Regions from separate parts of the Mus musculus genome. Here region 1 is linked to region 2. Evidence: chromatin contacts called from public Hi-C data. All regions are on one chromosome and are shown on one strand. Each heading gives the region's core, a stretch centred on a gene start, on an enhancer-like site or on the middle of the called end of the contact. The rest is flanking DNA. Distances are from core to core; before and after follow the strand shown. Region 1 holds the start of Krtap5-5 (keratin associated protein 5-5). Region 2 holds the start of Mob2 (MOB kinase activator 2).

Region 1 (5,866 bases), core at 2,102-4,601, 170 kb before region 2:
TGCCACTAAAGATGTCTACACTTTGCCTATGTCTTAGACAGGGTTTCTATTCCTGCACAAACATCATGACCAAGAAGCAAATTGGGGAGGAAAGGGTTTTTTTTCGGCTTACATTTCCACATTGCTGTTTATCACTGAAGAAGTCAGGACTGGAACTAAAGCAGGTCAGGGAGCAGGAGCTGATGCAGAGGCCATGGAGGGATGTTCTTTACTGGTTTGCCTCCCCTGGCTTGCTCAGACTGCTCTCTTATAGAACCAAGACTACCAGCCCAGAGATGGTCCCGCCCACAAGGGGCCTTTCTCCCTTGATCACTAATTGAGAAAATGCCTTACAGTTGTATCTCATGGAGGCATTTCCTCAACTGAAGCTCCTTTCTCTGTGATAACTCCAGCTGTGTCAAGTTGACACAAAACTAGCCAGTACAGCCTAAATGATATACAAAGGTTAAAACTAAAAGCTAGTGAAACTGCCCTCCTAGGTGTTCAACAAAGCTTGGAGGCCTACACTCATGAAGAGAGAGAGAGAGAGACAGAGACAGAGAGACAGACAGAGAGACAGAGAGAGACAGAAAGAGAGGTAAAGAGACAGAGAAGCCATGAGGCTACTCAAAGGACCCAAACTGAAAGGCACAGATCAAGGAGAAACTTGCCAAGAATTGACTTTGTCAAGGGTCCAAAACAAAACCAGAACATTCCTTTCTCTGCTTCACCAGGTTGAGCTAGAAATCAGTTGATGCTGGCTGAAGAGGGAAGAATAAGGAAATTGTCCCCGAATAAAGTGACCCCAGGGCTCTATGGAACCACCCAGTGTTTCCTCTCCATCCTAGGCCAACTTTCTAAGGAAAAATAAATACTCCGAATTATTGTTGGATTCAGGGGGTGGAAGCCAAGAAAACTGACCAGATAAGGAAACATAAAAAGAAAACCTTGATTTCTGAACACTCAGGGAGGCAGCTAGTTTAGGGTCTGAACCACAACCCTAAGGGATGATTAATCTTTTTTGTTTTTTTTTTCCCGAGACAGGGTTTCTTTGTGCAGCACTGATTGTCCTGGAACTCACTCTGCAGACCAGTCCAGCCCTGAACTCAGAAATCTGCCGGCCTCTGCCTCCCAAGTGCTGGGACTAAAGGCATGTGCCACCACTGCTCAGCTGAGATTGTTCATTTTTAAAGGATGGGAACACAAAGCAAGTGGGGAGCTGGGGAGAGATGCAGTGTTATGCAATTGTATTTTGATATTATGGGTTAAGCAAGGGAGTACCCGTTGAAGACTGGGCCGATCTAGGGTACCTAGCTTCAAGGTCTGTTGCAGTAAATCTCCAACCCAAATAAGTCTGGGAAAAGACAACACAACTCACTTGATATGAATATAAGCTGCACGCCTAGACTGGGCAGATCTATCACTACACTACTATATTTCCCAGCTATGAGATCCCTTATAACTTGAAGTTTCTCCAGGCCACGTGCTTCTGCTCCATTTTCCTTCCACCTCCTCTCCTGTCTTCCTCTCTCTCCCCCTCACCCCCCTTCTCTCCCAAACTTTCAGCTCCACCTTCCCTACTCTTGCCCAAACACAGGCTCTAGCCTTTATTTAACAAATTAAGGTGGGGTGAAGGTTCACAGGAAGTCATCTGATTACTGACTCATTCCTTGTTTGAAACCCCTCCCAGGAGACTGGAATTAACATCAAAATACAAGTAGCCCCAGGACTAGGTCCTTAGTTCTACAACCTAGACATTTGGTCCAGAGTTCAAAGTGATAAGGAAAAGTGAAAGGAAAGGGTCAGCTGCATGTGGTTAATTAGGATATAACAGGCAATTGGTTATATATTTTTATAACGTATGCACTTTGGTTTAGATAGCAGCAATTTCTATATTTCTTACTGGTTAGCAGACAATTAAGAATATATTTGGAGGAGTGGGATAGGTATCCATTCCTAGGCCTGGGAACATGAACTTGTTTGACCCTGCCAGCAAGATGGAGAAGTTATCCTTGAGATATCTGGAATCAGACAACTGTCTCCTTCATAAGTTGTCCCTGAGACTGGGCTTGCACAACTGATTACAGCAGAAGCTGTTCTGCTACAAGGAAGTCCCCAGCTCCTCTAGGGCCTGGGATCTTGAATTTAATTTCTTTTTCTGATTAATGACGTCTGAAAATGAAATGGTAGTTCTTAGAATATGTTTCTTTTGCTTGTTTCTGACACCACCACCTCATCAGAATTGTTGTCAGAGTTGTTAGGGTACAAGCCTGGGTCCCAGTATCCATAAGTACCTATGCCCAGCCCCTCTCACAATGAGCCAATTAACAGACAAGTCACAGTGAAAGGCAGAGAAAAGAAAATTATTCATTCAGTGCAGCCACACTGGGAAGAGGGACAAAGAGGTGTAGTGACTCCCAAATTCCTCTTCAGGGTTCAGACATGAGGCTCAGGCTTAAACAGAGGGCAGGAGGAGCACAGAGCTAAGAGTCCTGGTCAGGATGTGGTCCTGCCCATCACTGACCCATCACTCTCAGTTCCAGTCTCTCCTGCCAGGTGGTCTGACAAGTTCTCAGAACTCAGGGAAGTCTCTAGGAGACAAGCTCCCTCTCTCACTGGCACCAGGCTTCAGCCCTTTTCTTCTCCCTGGAAAATTTAAGGTCTTTGAAGACCTTAATAGTCTGATAATTGAAGAGACAGGCACACATTTCTCTCAGAATATCTTTATTCCTGCTAGGAATGTCATAAGCTACAGAGACTGTCCTGGGAACATGAAGAGGAAAACAGAGATCCTATCTCCCTGCAATGGAAACCCCTGCCACCATTGCTGTGTCCAAGGGAAGCAGCAGATGATGACATGGCTCTGGATAAGGGCATCTGAGAGCAGCCAGAAGCTTGGCAGGGGAAGCCATAGTCTGAACATGTCCCAGACACACAGGACCAGCTAAGGCTGGATCCCTCTTCAGAGAGATTGGGGAGTGAGAGGCTTAAGAAGGCAAAAGGCAGAAATTATCTCACAAAGCCTTCATAACCGTATAGGACACTCTGGTAGCTCTATTCTGTAGAAGAGCCCACTGCTCAAAGGGACAATAAAACCTGCTCAAAGACAAAAGAGTGTAAGAGCCGGAGTCCCAACCAGGCCATGCTCTCCAACATGAGCCAGGCAAAAAAGAGCTTTCCTTCAATACAAATTCCATAGGAAATTACGTCAGAAAAAAACACATTCCAAGCATGGAGTGTCAACAGACCAAAGGGAAAATTGCCAAACAAGTAAATAGGGAAGACAACAACATGGAGGAAACCACGTGTAACTTCACACCTGACCTGGGCAGGGATATAAAGGCCCAGCAGGCTCAGGAGGCTCCACATCTGCACACTTCCTCTCCACCTGCTCCTCTGACCTACTCCATCCTCAACCAAACACCAGAACCATGACCTGCTGTGGCTGCTCAGGAGGCTGTGGCTCCAGCTGTGGGGGCTGTGGCTGTTCAGGAGGCTGTGGCTCCAGCTGTGGGGGCTGTGGCTCCAGCTGCTGTTGCAAGCCTGTGTGCTGCTGCAAGCCTGTGTGCTGCTGTGTGCCAGCCTGTTCCTGCTCCAGCTGTGGGGGCTGCAAGGGTGGCTGTGGCTCCTGTGGGGGCTGCAAGGGAAGCTGTGGCTCCTGTGGGGGATGCAAGGGAGGCTGTGGCTCCTGTGGGGGCTGTGGCTCCTGTGGGGGTTGTAAACCCAGCTGTTGTCAGTCCAGCTGCTGCAAGCCCTGCTGCTGTCAGTCCAGCTGTTGCAAACCCTGCTGTTCTTCAGGTTGTGGGTCTTCTTGTTGCCAGTCCAGCTGCTGCAAGCCCTGTTGTTGTCAGTCCAGCTGCTGCAAACCCTGTTGCTCTTCAGGCTGTGGGTCTTCTTGCTGTCAGTCCAGCTGCTGTAAGCCATGCTGCTGCCAGTCCAGCTGCTGTAAGCCCTGCTGCTGCCAGTCCAGCTGCTGTAAGCCCTGCTGCTGCCAGTCCAGCTGCTGTAAGCCCTGCTGCTGCCAGTCCAGCTGCTGTAAGCCCTGCTGCTGCCAGTCCAGCTGCTGTAAGCCCTGCTGCTGCCAGTCCAGCTGCTGTAAGCCCTGCTGCTGCCAGTCCAGCTGCTGTGCTCCTGTGTGCTGCCAGTGCAAGATCTGAGGTTTACAGGTCACACTCCTCCACTAATTCCGTGGACCAGCTCTCTCCAGACAGGGATAAGAGCAGCAGCTCTGAGGTTCTCTCCTGGGTCTTTATTCTTTGGTCTTGAAGCTGCTTCTCCAGACTGAGGGGGTGAGTCCTGGGGTGGAGAAAAACTCCTCTTGCTGGAAGCTCTTTCTTCATTCCACACTCAGTGGATCAGATCTTCCTCCACTTCCTTCTCTCCAGTCTGCAAGACTCTGACCTCCTTGGCACCTGGCCTCACCTGGAGGCTACATCAAGACCACAGGTAGGTGTCAGGCTATGGAGTTCACCACAACTTGGGGCCCCAGGGAGCTATGAACTCCTTTTCATCAAGCATTGGTCCTACCAGGCCCATCTCTATGTGACCTCCCCTGGGTTTCCATTCTTTCTTATTCTGTCTGGGTGAGCACACTGTGCCTTTGATACAAACATCCTTCAATAAACGTTCTCTGCCCACTATATTTCTTATGTGGTTCTTTGTTCTCATAACTGATTAGTAAATTCTCCCATTTTCTCCTTACCCAATTTGTCCTCTGAGGTTCCTTGTGTTATTCCATGGTGCACTCTTCTGCCATCTTCCCCCACACCCCAACTCCCACCAGAGCCAACCCCATCACATCCAATATGAAGCAGACTGAGCCAGGAAGGCTAGGTCCCCAGCAGCTCCTTCAGAGTTGGGCATCTTTGAAGAATCTGGAAACAGATATGACATAGTGCATGGTTTTATTTGTTTTGTCTTTAGTCACTGAGTCAGAAACAATTGAAAGGCAGCCATGTGACCAAGAACTGGACTGCACTAAGGGGTGCTGATACTTCTTTCATGGGTGTAGCCAGAGCTTCTGCACTTAGCTGTGTGATCTGAAGCCTTCCTTAGAGTATCCAAACCTGCCTTGTTTGCCAAGAATCCACTTAGGCTTACTCGGGGGTGGGGGGGGGTGGGGTAAGGCATGCTAAGACATATGTCTATGTCCTGTGGTCTCTTATTGCGACCATGAGTTAAGATCAAAGAAACTAAAAAACAATTTCTTTCTTCAGTTGCATAGGCTACTTCTCATCTGTAGAAGCTCATGTGACCCAGGAGTGAGTCACAGATCAGTAGCACAGGACACATCCCATTGCTCTGGGGGTATCTGATAGACACTGGGGGGCTTAGAATCAGAGAGTTTTATAGAAGACATGTCATCCAGATGAGAAAGCTAATGTTTCATACTCATAATTTCTCACCCTCTTTTAGTTTCTCTTCCTCGAGTTCAGGGCCTCACACGCACTAAGCACATGCTCTACCAACTCAGCTCCTCCAAGCACCAGACTTGTATATTTCTTACTACAAGAACTAAGGTCCCTGGACGGCTATAAGAAATTATAGAAACTGAATGGGTTCAAATAGGGGAAATGTATTTTCTCAGAAAGTGGGAAGCCAGAGTCTAAATCCAAGGTCTCAGCCAAAAGCTGAGAGCCCCCATCTCTGGACTGAGGGAGAACGGGTGTTTCATCTGGTGGATGTTGACATTCTTAGGGTCTTAGTTCCTATTCTATTGCTGTGGTAAGACATCATGATCAAGGCAACATACTGAAGAAAAGGTTCATTGGGAGCTTACATCAGGTTAGAGTCTATGACTGTCAAGGCAGGGAGTAAGACCGCAGGCAGAAACTGAGAGCCTACCAGAGACAATGGCCAGGAAGAAAAAGCCCTAACTGGGAATGTT
Region 2 (5,379 bases), core at 2,237-4,736:
TGCCCATGCTCCAGTGGATGGGCACACACTTCCATGTACCCAACACTCAAGTGTTTTGTTTTGTTTTGTTTTGTTTTACAGAAGAAAACATGAGGGCTGAAGAGATGGCTCAGTGGTTAAGAGCACTGACTGCTTTTTCAGAGGCCCTGAGTTCAATTCCCAGCAACCACATGAGCCATCTGTAATGGGATATGATGCCCTCTTCTGGTGTGTCTGAAGACAGCGACAGTGTACTCAAATAAAATAAAATAAAATAAATAAATCTTTAAAGAAGAAAAAGAAGAAGGAGAAGGAGAAGAAGGAGAAGACATGAAGGTGAGAGGGAGGAGTAATGGAGACCTCTAAGGGATGGGGGGTGGGGATTTTTAGTTGAATATGAAGATAAAATTTAGGCGTAAGAAATTATCAAAGAATAAAACATTATTTTAAAGAAAAACCACACATGCATTCACAGTCACAAAGAGCAAGCAAGCAAAAACATTACTCCTATAGAGAAATATAAGCCATCTTTAAAGTAGTGATGGCTTTTAATCTCAGCTACTTGGAAGGCTGAAGCAAGAAGAGACAAAAAGTTCAAAGCTGGCATAGCTTATAGAATGGGTTCAAAGCCAGCCTTACCAACTCATTGAAGTTCTGTCTGAAAATAAAGACATCTGGGGATACAGGGGTATAGTACTTGCCTAGTATGAACAAGACTTTGGGTTCAGTTTCTGGTACTGCAAACAAGAGTGTTGCTTGTTAAACATTCCATCACTAGGACATAGGGCTCCCAATCAGAAGGGTTGTAAAGTCCTGGGGTATCACACAGCATATGATCTGAAACTTCCCCCTTTGAACTAGGCATTTGGGTTGGCCTTCAGTGCAGTATCATCCATGGAATGAAGGCTATGGTTGAAACCAGGCAAGCTATACCAGCCAGTGGACCACAGTCCCAGTATGTTCAGTCACACCTCACTCTCCCCTATTTTCCACCTACACAGTGATTTCATGAAGGATCACTTATGCCCTATTTTGTAGACATTTATAAGATGTTTATGTGATCTATGTTGTAGTAACAGGTGAAATCCATATATGATGGTGGTCCCATAAGAGTTTAATGGAGCTGAAAACTCCTACTGATGTTACAACATCTTAAGTAATCCATCACTTCTGTTTGTGGTAGTACTGGTACAGATGATCTGTTTAGATACCCAGAACCCAGTGTTGTGGTTACCTACAGTGCAGTAACACACTATACAGATTTGTAACTCAGGAATAACAACCTACACCATGTAGCCTATGTGCAAAAGGCCATAACATCTAGGTCTGTGCTTGTTGACTTTAGAACATTTGTGTGACAAAACGGCATAACTAGGAAGTTCTCAGAATATATGTGCATCATGAGGCAACACATGACCAAATTATTATTCTCATTACAATGAAAAGGAAATAGGTCACGAATGTCAGTGCATGCCTTTAACCCCAACACTCAGGAGGCAGAGAGAGGCAGATCTCTCTGAGTTCAAGGTCAACCTAGTCTACAAAGCAAGTTCCAGGACAGCCAGAGCCATTACACAGGGAAACACTGTCTCAAAAAACAAAAGCAAAAAAGAAAGAAAAGAAAGGAAGAGGAAAGGGAAATCGAGGGCTGGAGAGAAGCCCAGAGTTTAACAGTGCTTGCTGCTCTTCTACAAGACTGGAGTTCAAGTCCCAGGACTCACACCGAGTAGTTCACAAATACTTGTAACTTTAGCTCCAGGAATTTGATGATCTCTTCTGGCTTCTGCAGGCAGCAAACATACATGGTACATATACACACCTACATTCATACCCACATACACACTCACACACACCTTTTTTTTTTAAATACATATAAGAAAAGAGATAGAGGCACAGGCCATTAAACAGCTCGTTCAACTGTCCCACATTAGAAACTGGAAGAGACTAGCACAACTCATGACACCCAATCTAGTGCAGCAGCTGATGGCAGATGGTGGCAGTCAAAAGCAGACTAGCTCACCAATGACTGATGCTCCTCGGAAGCAGTGGACAAGGCCACACTGCAAGGTAATCAGCTGACGTCTGGCTAAAGCAAAGTGATTATGGTGTGGGGAAGTCATCCAGTATGACTGGGCATCCATAGGAATAGAAACAGAGGAGAACACAGGCCTGATTTTTCTCCTCCTGATATGGTCTTGACTTGGGACTTTTCCCTCTCCAGATCTTTCATTATTATTTCAGTTTCATCTCAGGTATTTTTTGCTGATAAAACTGCAACCCCACCCACTCCCAGTGCCTGACTGTTCATGCTATAAAGAAGGAATGGACTGGACATTTCCCAGCATCCTGGAATGGTTCTTTGGGGAAGGTGAATCCCATTTCAAGTATATGACAGCTGTATTACAGCAGGCAGTTGGCCTGAAGGTGTTATCTGTCTGGTGCCTGATATTCATGACACTCTATTGAAGACACTAGTGAGTTAGGTTGTTGTGATCCTTCTGCTCAACTGTGTGCTCCTGCAAGCATCTCTCCAGTGTAGAGAATAGAGAGTCAGCCTTTCAAAAAGTATTCAATGAGTTCCTAGTACTGGTCAGGCTCTGGAAAGAGCGGACAATAGGAGAGATACCCTGGATCATGAAGAGACTTACTCGCTGGAGAGAAGTATCCTGGATAATAGAGGCTCACCCAGGAGCCAGAGGGTACAGCACATAGAGGAAGGGAACAGATGGGGATTGAAGGGGACAATCATGTCCACTGGGGCGGGCAGCTGGGATGCAAATGAACGGCCAGCAAAGCTAAGGGACACAGAAGAGGCAAGTGTGGTCAGAACAGTTCTGGCAGAGGCACTAGGTGTGGGCAAAAGATGATAACAGTGGGAAGATGGACATCAGGAGGGATGTAAGCAGCAAGGGGTGAGGCACTGCAGAGGAAAGGAACACATCCTGCAGAGCAGAGGAACTCCGATGTTCCAGCCTGGGGGGTCTGGATACTCCCAGGTCTGGGATACTGGGGTCAGGGATACTCAGGTCCCAGGAACTTCAGACTCCCACGGGTCTGTGCATTCCACAGATTCAGGCACGCTGGTGGTAAGGTTCACTCCTGGGGTCAAGGCACTCTATAGTGTCCTAACACTAGAGGTGTGCAACACCGGGGTCACTCTAGAGACACCGGGGGTGTGATACTCCAGGATCCAGGGCACTGCGCAATGACAGGCAGTTTGCGAGTCCGAGGCACTCTGGAGTTCCGGGCGTCTGGGTTTCTGGGGCCCTCTGAAGTTATTCTCACTCTGGTGATCCAGAAACTCTGGATGGTCTTCAGATACAGGATGCTCCTGGGTCTCGAAGCCCCGAGGTTGGCGATGGGGAAAGGTCCTGACACTCCAGAACAGGTACTCGGGACATCGCCGCAGGGGCCGCTGGGACTACGCGTCCCAGCAAGCCGTGCGCGCGTCACGTCCGGCAGCGGGCGGGAGCCATCGAGTGTTTACTTCCGGCCGCCGGCGGGGCTGAGGCCGAGCGAGGCGCGGGCTCCGCGCAGCCATGGACTGGCTCATGGGGTGAGTGGCGGAGGACGGCGTAGCGCGGCGCTGCGCGGGGCGGCGGCGAACGTAGGGAGCGTAGGGCGGCGGGCAGCGGGTTCCAGGAGGGGCCGGGGCACGGAAGGACGGCCAGCCGCTGCGGGGTGCTGGGAGGCCGGGCAGGCGGCCGGCCGGCCGGCCGGCGGGAGAGAGGCCCGGTCCCCGAGGCGCTGTCCCGAGAGGCCGCGGTCCCTCGCCGCGAATCGACGGGCCGCGAGTCGGGCACCTGGCACTGTCGGTCGTCGGTCTTCGCGGGGCCTGCGAAAGTTCTTCCGCCCAAGTGACTTTCTTCCAATTTACTTTTGAGGAGAGTGAGAGGCGGGCGCTCCTAGCCGCGCGCGCTCTCCCGGCGGCTCGGTTCTCGACCCTGTGGCGGTGTCCGCGGCCCTGCTGTGGGGTCCGTATAATCCTGCTGGACCACAGAGAGAGCCGGCCTTCGGCTTCGGCAGTACGAGGGCTGCGCGGGACTCTGGAGATAGAAGCGGGGAAGGCGGAGGAAAGTGTAGTGGTGGCACTGTCAGGACGTCTGAGGCTGTTTGACCTCCCAGTGCTGCAACCTAGGGAGACAGCGGACTAAGTGAGCAGCCCCAGGGATAATCAAGAGACTAAGGGAGGCCGGGAGCCACATAGTGCCACTCAGGACGTTAAGTGTGGGTGACACGGGGGACTAGGCGGAGGCTCATCTTATTTCTTCAAGAGGAAGCCCTGTCACTGGTTCCTATCTGCTTCCTAGCTATGTGGTCCTCTCTAGACTTTTTTGTAATGGATCGTCTGTCAGATGGAAGCTGTGAAATCTGCAGTACAGGTTTACTGAAGGGTTAACTGAGGTAAGGGCCAGCACATGTTTTGCATATGGTAAGCTTGGCAGATGTTATGTCCTGGCCTTTAACAAGGTCTCTGAAGCCCAGGGGTTTTAAGCATAGGACACATATTTGAAACCAGCCTATTCCAGACCATTCTTCCTTTGTGCACTTGTGGAGAGGGCCAGCACTTGACTATAACTTGGCCAAGGTATGGTTTCACTGCAAGTGAACTAGATCTGTCAGCTTGGTGACTGAGGAAGCTGACCACTGCTGTATGTGTAATTTTTCCAGGCTCATACCCATCCAGGTGCTTTTTGCTTGGAGGCTGACCAGAAGCCAGTCGTTAAACTCCTCTGTCCCTCTTTCATAGTATTACTATAAAAGTAGGAAGAATGGAAGTTGCAGAGTGAGCCTTCAGAGGACATCCCCCCGCGCCCCCCCCCCCCCATCTACTCCACTTTGTCTTCTGATCCCTGGTGAGAGCTGACAAAGTAGTCGGGAGTGAAGCCATTTTTTGCTTCAGAGTACCCACTGTTTGCTCAGGGCTGAAACTCTCTCTGTAATTAACCATTTAAGTAGTTTTTCTGTCTGGAAGAATAGGACAAATGTATCATCTTTTATTGTGTCTTGGTCTTGGTCTTTTTCTTAATTCAGACCATCCGATATCAATGAGGGGTTTGGAATGTTTCAAGGTTTGTTTGTTTGCTTGCTTATGTTAAAGTAAAGGTTTTGTTAATTACTTCATGTTGGGTGAACCCAAGTATGGGTGCAAGAGTAGAGGTCTCTTACAGAAATTGTTAGAGCCAACAGGGAGGTCTACAGAAGTTTAAGTGGAAAGCTACATCTTTCTCTTAGTTGGGTGAGGATCACGCTGGGACTTTGAGCATCTCACAGCCTTATCTTTTGTGTTCCAGCTGCTCAGGAGGAAGGGAGGCCCTGCAGGGAAGCATGCTTTGGATAACCAGAGCAGAATTTGGCACGTTGGGACTTGATGGTAAACCTGCTGGGACTTTTCTGGAG

Evidence for each region. A called contact is a pair of places that touch in the nucleus more often than the background predicts.
Region 1: a Hi-C map of nephron progenitors shows a contact between it and region 2, with 2.1 times the contacts expected there. The contact joins the promoter of Krtap5-5 here to the promoter of Mob2 in region 2. A contact is called at or near these places in 2 of 39 promoter capture datasets (frontonasal cranial neural crest and stem cell-derived epiblast-like cells), 4 of 484 Hi-C or Micro-C datasets (cerebellum, embryonic stem cells, nephron progenitors and 1 more), 1 of 115 datasets of contacts at active chromatin or transcription factors (intestinal villus epithelium) and 1 of 9 other capture datasets (pancreatic islet).

The regions. Positions count from the first base shown.
Region 1 is chr7:142,227,456-142,233,321 of GRCm38.p6, reverse strand. Krtap5-5 (keratin associated protein 5-5) reads left to right here and starts at 3,351. Exons shown (of 1, transcript NM_001037822.1): 1 at 3,351-4,527. The coding sequence starts at 3,411. The coding sequence ends at 4,136. Gm40460 (keratin-associated protein 5-2-like) reads left to right here. Exons shown (of 2, transcript XM_030243138.1): 2 at 4,138-4,166.
Region 2 is chr7:142,059,141-142,064,519 of GRCm38.p6, reverse strand. Mob2 (MOB kinase activator 2) reads left to right here and starts at 3,486. Exons shown (of 5, transcript NM_028308.2): 1 at 3,486-3,535. The coding sequence starts at 3,519.